2 separate regions of the Ovis aries genome follow, and region 1 is linked to region 2. Evidence: chromatin contacts called from public Hi-C data. All regions are on one chromosome and are shown on one strand. Each heading gives the region's core, a stretch centred on a gene start, on an enhancer-like site or on the middle of the called end of the contact. The rest is flanking DNA. Distances are from core to core; before and after follow the strand shown.

Evidence for each region. A called contact is a pair of places that touch in the nucleus more often than the background predicts.
Region 1: a contact with region 2 is called in a Hi-C map of blood, with 6 times the contacts expected there. The contact joins the promoter of LOC114115646 here to the enhancer-like site in region 2. A contact is called at or near these places in 8 of 16 Hi-C or Micro-C datasets (blood, hypothalamus, liver and 3 more).

Annotation. Positions count from the first base shown.
Region 1 is chr1:69,195,588-69,199,692 of ARS-UI_Ramb_v3.0, reverse strand. LOC114115646 (serine/threonine-protein kinase TAO3) reads right to left here and starts at 1,856. Exons shown (of 2, transcript XM_027972031.3): 1 at 1,692-1,856; 2 at 1-1,480. The coding sequence starts at 1,278.
Region 2 is chr1:68,818,200-68,821,874 of ARS-UI_Ramb_v3.0, reverse strand. It overlaps CDC7 (cell division cycle 7), which reads right to left. Exons shown (of 13, transcript XM_042250927.2): 13 at 3,097-3,675. Among named protein-coding and RNA genes, the nearest start is that of CDC7, 28 kb to the right of the region's middle. Within about 2 kb of position 1,879, at least 4 of the 54 cell types and tissues checked have an H3K27ac peak or open chromatin away from gene starts, as enhancers often do.

The DNA of each region.
Region 1 (4,105 bases), core at 607-3,106, 380 kb before region 2:
GGCCTGGCTCTGAACTGACTGGGTAGGCCGCGGCTCAGGCCTGGGATCGCCGTGGCCCGCCTCATCCCTTATGAATACATGATCTTTCTTGTACACAACAGAGGAAGTGGAATTTACTGGGCTTTCATCATCATGCATCATGACAAGTTCAGAGCTGCTATCGTCCATGACCTCTTGCATGCTGTTCACGCTGCTGCCCTGGCTGCCTGTACTCACAGACATGCTGGGGATGGAATGGTTGCTGCCCAGGCTGTCCAATTCCCTGCTCAGGCTGGTTCCATGTTCACTGTCTTCTTCATCTTCCTGTGACTCATTCAAGGGTCCATTTCGTGTCTCTTGGAAAAGGATTTTTTTCATTTTCCGGTATTGTAGGTTATCTAGCTCACGAACAGCATCTTTTGTCCTCTGTATAAGGTCAATAAGGACACGAAGTGGACGGTCTCGTCGAACGAAGTCATGCTGTAACAGTTCCGCTGATGTTGGCCTTTCCTGAGGCATTTTCTGCAAGCAGTAATCAACAAATCTCCTGAAGGGATCTGTCCATTCATTAGACTGTAACGTGGGGGAGTCATTCTGGGCAATGTGATATAAGGCACTCATGGCATTCATGTTGAAAAGAGGGGGCTTCCGTTCCGCCATTTCAATGCAGGTGATCCCAAGTGACCAAATATCAACTTTCCCATCATACTGTCCTTCATCCATAGCTAAGATCACCTCTGGAGCCATCCAGTAAGGTGTGCCCACGAAGGAATTGGCAGGAGAAGCCATTGAGGCAGATCCAAAATCCGCTAGTTTCACCTGACCTGGCTCTGTTAGAAGAATGTTTCCTGCTTTAATATCCCTATGAATCAATGCATGAGAATGCAGGTAGGCTAGCCCCTGCAAGGCACCGTGAGTAATGGCAGCGATCTCCACTTCCTGAAGTGGTTTCTTATGAACTTCTAACAAATCAGAGGCTGAGCCTAAGCAATATTCCATCACCAACCAAGCAGTGTGCTCTTTCAAGTAGCAACCTTTGTATTCAATGGTATTAGGATGTCTCAATTGTTGTAGAAATTTGACTTCCTTAAGAATATCTTGCCATTTCTCATGTGCCTGCTTCCCACTATAGGACATTTTCTTAATCGCCACCACCTCATTGGTGTGAGCATTTGTGGCAAAATAAACTGCTCCAAAACTTCCATGTCCAATTTCATGTAAACCAATAAAAAGTTCTTCAGGATCATCTTTATAGAACAGATCAGCAATCTCTGGGTCTCGTGGCACGCCTTTCCGCATGATGACCAATATGTGCAAACACTTTGCTTTTGAAATCCCAATCAGCTTTCTCTCTCATTGACAAATATTTGAGGGGGGAGGGTGTAAAATTTCAGTACCTTTTCATATATGGGACAAAATATACTGTATTGTTCAGAGTCATTATAGCAGCAATCTTTTTTTTTCTCTTTTATAACTTCAGTCTTTTGTATTTATGGTGCACCTTTGTTGGCAGAGTAATGTCTCTCCTTTCCAGCACACTGTCTAGGTTTGTCATCACTTTCCTGCCATGAAGCAATGGTCTTCTGATTTCATGGCTGCAGCCACCATCTCAGACCTGCTGTCACCACCCCGGGCCCCGCGTCGCCGCCGCCGCTTCCTCTCTCACACTTGCTCCCGAGTCGCTCTTCTGCCGCTTGTTCCCCGGTGAATACCTGGGTCCAGTCACTGAGTGTCCGGTCCAGCAGCGCAGAGCGTCCGCCTGCGGTCTCCGCGTCGGGTCCCACTCTCGCGCGCAAGACCCCAATGCCGCCGTCGCCACCGGGCGCCTCACGGACCCTCCCGCGGCAGCCGCTGCTGCTGTCCGAGGTGCGGCTCCTGCCAGGGGTGCTGTCTCTACTTTTTAATATGCTGTCCAGGTTGGTCATAGCTTTTCTTCCAAGAAGCAAGTGTCTTTTAATTTCATGGCTGCGGTCACCATCTGCAGTGATTTTTGGAGCCAAGAAAATGAGTCTCTCACTGTTTCCATTGTTTCCCATCTATTTGGCATAAAGTGATGGGACTGGATGCCATGATCTTTGTTTTTTGAATGTTGAGTTTTAAACCAGCTTTTTCACTCTCCTCTTTCACTTTCATCAAGAGGCTCTTTAGTTCCTCTTTGGTTTCTGCCGTAAGGGTGGTGTTATTTGCATATCTGAGGTTATTGATATTTGCCCCAGCCATCTTGATTCCAGCTTGTGCTTCATCCAATCTGACATTTTGCATGATGTACTCTGCATATAAGTTAAATAAGCAGGATGACAATATACAGCCCTGATGTACTCCTTTCCCAATTTGAACCAGTCCATTGTTCCATGTCCAGTCCTAACTGTTGCTTCTTAACCTGCAAACAGATTTCTCAGGAGACAGATCATGTGGCCTGGTATTCCCATCTCTTGGAAGAATTTTTCACAGTTTGTTTAATCTCTGGAGCCTGAGATTGTGACTTTATTTAGGAAAAAAAGATCTTTGCAGATGTAATTAAGGATCTCCAAATGCTAACATCCTGGATTATCTGCATGGGCCCTAAATCCAATGACAAGTGATTTTATAATAAACACAGAAAAAAGAGGAGAAGGAGATGTGAAGACAGTCACAGAGACTGGAGTGATGCTGCCACTAGGAATGTCTGGAACCACAAGATGCTGGACCAGGCAAGGAAGGATTCTTGCTGGAGCCTCCAGAGGGAGAGCAGCTCTGTTGACACCTTGTTTTCAGATTTCTGGCCACTAGGGTAGTAAAAAACTAAGTTTGTTGTTTTAAGCCATCAAGTTTGTGGCAATTTATTAAGACAGTCACAGGAAACTAATACAGAAAGGGAGGCATCCAGGATGACCCTCAGGTTTCTGGGTGTTTGATGTCATTTACTGAGTTGAGGAAGTATGGGCTTGCAGGTTGTTCGAGGGGCATCAAAAGTTCTAATTTGGCAAAACAGATAAACAACGTCTTTCAACAAGGTATAGTACAGGAAACCATATTCAATATCTCATAATAACCTATAGTGGAAAAGTATCTGAAAAAGAATATATGTATATACAACTGAATCACTTTCCTATACACCCGAAACTAACACAACTTTGTAAATCAACTATACTTCAATTTAAATTAAGAAAAAAAAGAAAAGAAAAATTAGCTAGTTTGGCAAAGATGTAGAAAATTGGGACCCTGTGCACTGTTGATGGGAATGTAGAGTTGGTGCAGCTACTATGGAAACAATATGGTATCTCCTCAATTAAAAATAGAATTATCATAGGATCAAAAAAGTTCTAATTTGGATGTGTTAAATTTGAAATGCTTGCAAGATGTCCAAGCAGAGAAAGGTCAGTACGTAGGTGGATGGATGGAGGAGGCTGGAGCTCAGAGGAAGGGTCAAGAGGGAAGGTATAAACTCATTGTCAGCATACAGATTAAATTTAAACCACAGGAAATGATGTATTGTCTTAGAGAGTGAACCATAGAATCTTGGAAGATTTGTGAATGGCCGTGTGTGATATTTCAGTCCATTTGTGGGAAATTCCTCAATCCTTTGCCTCTTTTTTTTTTTTCTCACTTCTGCTGCCCACAGGTTGGAAGAGAGGCAAGTGGTAGAAAGAGCATGGTTGACTGGGAAGGCAGTGTAACTTCAGGGCAAAACAATGCCATTCTACCTTCCCAAATAATTTATCTGTTGACTGATGGGTGGCTTTTCACCATTAGAGATTTTTTTTAGGTTTTGAAATGAAAAGAATCTTTGGAAGAAGTCACGTGTCACCTTTTCCTTTACGTCTACCTCAATGAGAGTTTGTTTATCAGATGCTTTACTCAGAGCAGGTTATGACCTGGTGGTGACAGGAGTATGAGAGAACAAAAGCATAAAGCCTGGGGCTTAAGCTGGGCTAGCTAAGTAGAAACAGGCAACCAGAAAAAGCGAAACCCTGAAGCTTGGCCATGCCTGGTCCATTGTGTTGCCAGGGAGGGTGAGAGCAGCGAAAGAAAATTCTTTCTCTGCCCCCAAACTCACATTCAGACTTCCTTCCTTCACCCCTTGGAGTACCACTGATGGAAGCTGAGCTGACGTCTCCTTCTCCAGAAAGAAGAGAAAAGTCAGAGA
Region 2 (3,675 bases), core at 630-3,129:
AGGAATACTCTGAGTGTAGCCATTCCCTTCTCCAGGGGATCCTCCTCCTGACCCACGGGTTGAACCCAGGTCTCCCACGTTGCAGGCAGAATCTTGCATCTAAGCCACCAGGGAAGCCCCTAACACTTAAATGCATTCACTCAAGAAACATTCACTGAACACTTGCTGATGCTTCTTCATAATACACAATATAGAGATGTAAAGATGCTGATATTTAACACATAGAGAGTAATAATGAGTTTTTTTTTTAAGTTTAAAAAAAATTTTTAAGGGGAGTACACATTTAATATGGCCATTTATGGAGTTTTAAAAAAAAAGTTAAAATGACAAAATGGACACTCACAGAACACCAGACATTCATTTCACTAACCGTGGGGAGAAGTGTAAAGGAGCATTGCTAATACTTGTCTAAAGATTACTCATATATGTATACATACAGTGGGGCTGGTTTTTATTTCAGTCAGAACATTAGTGTGTAGGAAGACCAGCAACATGCCAGAAGAAACAGAGAAACTTCTATCGGGTGAAAAAGCAGTAAGATGAGTGTCTAGAGAAATAAGAAGGTGGCTGGATTCCCCGGACCCCTGATCTTTTGCTTACAGACAGAGCTGAAATAACAATGTGAGGCTACAGAGCCATACATCTGTTTCTGATTTACTGTCTTAGTCTTGTCCTAGTTGGAGTCATTTCTAGATCATATGCTAGTCTTCAGAGAAGTTACAGAAGGAATTTATACTAAGGGTGAATACATGATTAAGCACAGATTAAAAAAACACACCATGAATAGAACATAGATAAGAAACGTAAGCAAAAGTTCTGATCAGGAAGAACTGTCAGATGGCTCTTTCACTTTCTGATGTGTGCCACTCACCCTTGCAGCTGACAGTTACTGTTCTGATTTCAGGATGTCAGAAGCCCATCCCTTGATTCATCTTCTTGGTTCCTGCTAGAGAGTGACTTTGGCCTTCTCTAAATCAAGTACTAGAGATGATTCTAGAAGCTATTTTATCCTTGATATCCCTTCATAAGATAGGATTTAATTTTCTAGTGCTAAATCCTTACCTTCCTCAAAGAATTGCTTCAGTAGGGTACAAGATGGAATCTGCCTAAGGGATAGGACAGCATCATATGCATTCAATTTAAAAGAGCATTTTGCTCATGGTGCATCAGGATCCTAAGCCATTCACATTTTGGGTATCCCCTGAAAGGTCTAGTGGCGAGGACTCAGCACTTCCTTGGTCAGGGAACTAAGATCCTATAAGCCCTAGCACAATGAAAAAAATTTAAAAAATAAACCATTTATGTCCATTTTGTAGTCATCTCTCTTGCCTTATAAAAGTTTTGTACACACTCTCCAAATAAATTTTTATGCTCATCCTTTTGAATTCTTTTACATACCTTGATAGTTTTTTAAAGTACTCAAAACAGAGATCTGGGAAAATTCTATTCTTTTAGTTCATTTTCCTCTATTGAGGAAAAAAAATTAGCAGGTCAGTTTAAGCACAAACTATTTTGCAGTTACTTTGTTCAGAACTTCACTTTTGTAATTTTCTCACCCAACTTGAAACTGCATTTCAAAGATCATGGCTTTTCACTTCAGATCTCTAAAATGTCACTATTTACTATATACTTGCCTTAGCACTGACCTTTGTGGTTACTTTGCTGAAACTCTTGCTGTAATTTGACACAGTATTAACTACTTCTGATTACTTACCTAGTTAGTACATGGGTGATAATACCCACCTTTCAAGAAAGGAAGATAGTTCAAACACACAATTTGACAAAATTAGGAAACGGCAACATCAGTTCTAAGAATATAGGAAAAAAATCTGAACAGACAACTGACATTTCTTCCTGGTGTTAGATAGTGTTCTTTAAAGACCACAGACAGCACGCACAGTTGTAGGCGGAAACAATCCATCTGCAGACACTGGCAGACAGCATTACCCGCCAAATTTGGCCACAGTTTCTTAAGATAAATAACTTTTCGGTGACGCGAAGGGCTGAAATTACATAAACAGCAGAAATTACTAAAACCTAAGCCTACGAGTTTTGTGGGTTTCAAGATTTCATGCAATCAATATTCTGACATCTGTAACACCATTTTGTTGCTAAAATGCTGATGCCAGAAACAGATTAACAACATTACTTGATGACTTTTGTTCTGATTTTGAAATAAACTAAGTTTAATTCTTTGGAATAACCATTCTTGAGCCACATTTTCATTTAGGTCATTAAGACAACCATAAGCATCTCCTTATAAGGAAAAGTTTCATTAAAAATGCTGGAGAGCTGCAGCCTGTTTCGAAAACCAATACTTGTAGCTTGTTACATTAATAGTTCTAGATGTCTATGGCTTATTAGATGAAAATACCCATAACAGCTTTATCTCAAGAGTCTGAGCAATAAGAATTTTAAAAAGCTGACAATGAAAAATAGCTGAATATTCTGGGAACTTACAAAATAATAGGAAATGGCATTAACTAGTTATCTTCTCAGTCCTTCCCTAGAAATGACTATTCTGTCTAATATCTTTTAGGGAGATGTCTGAGTTTATAAAATAGTCTTCAGAAGGCTGAAAAACCTGAAGAATATGAGAAGCTCTTTGCTAATCTTTATCCACAAAACAGCCAAAATTGAGGCAACATTATCTAGTTGGATTGAAATTCCCTGAGAACTAATTTGTAACACTGCATATCTTTCGGAAGACTAGCTCCCTTTTCCTTCCCTTGCATAACCACCAAATTCTATTCTTAAAAGTCGAATGTTTCAACTTTTCTATTCAAAAGACATTAATGGAAAGTTGAAACAATAACCCTGAATATTAAACTTTCTAGAGAATGTCTCCTTACTTGCATTTTTAGTAAATTTTTCTTCCTGTTAATTTTCTGAGAACATGTTGATTGTGAACCCACATTTCTATAAAAAATTATCTATCTTTCATAAATTACTCGAGTCAGGTCTACATCTGCTAATCTATTACCTATTATTTCTTTGAGAGAGAACTCATTAATGCCAGAAGGAAAATGTACCTAGTGGTCAATACTATTTTTTTAAAAAATGCATTTTTCAAATGAGTAGTTTCTGACACTGACATAAAAAATACGAGGATGACTTTATTAAACATACAAATTCAAGAACATTCTTTTTTTTTTTTTTAAGAGAAAAAACTATAGCATTAGAAGACAGCAGATCAATAACCATGGTATACAAGTATAATACTTGCCAAATGGAATATGGATTATGGCAAACTAACTTCAATGCTCAAAACAACAAAATGAATGTTAAATCCCCCTAAGTTGTATTATACTCTGTGACTACCAAGTGGGAAACTTCTCAGCAGACCTACACCCCTAGACTCAATTCCCTTAGTAAATCTGACATGTTGTCATTGATATATATATATATATGTAATTTTTTATGTCACAATACATAAACCTCTATCTTAGTTCTTTTTCTACTTTGCCTACTTCATTTAGCACTCTTTCCAATGCACCAAAGACTCTAGGAAGCGTCTTCCTCTGACCAGGACCGACTTACTCAAAATAGGATAGAGAGATCTGAATGGCTCTAGGCAGAGGAGGAATCTCCAATAACACTGTCAATTCTGTGTTCACTCTCCTTTTAGCAGCTACCTAATTATATCTATGACAAAATGCAAAAACCATATATATT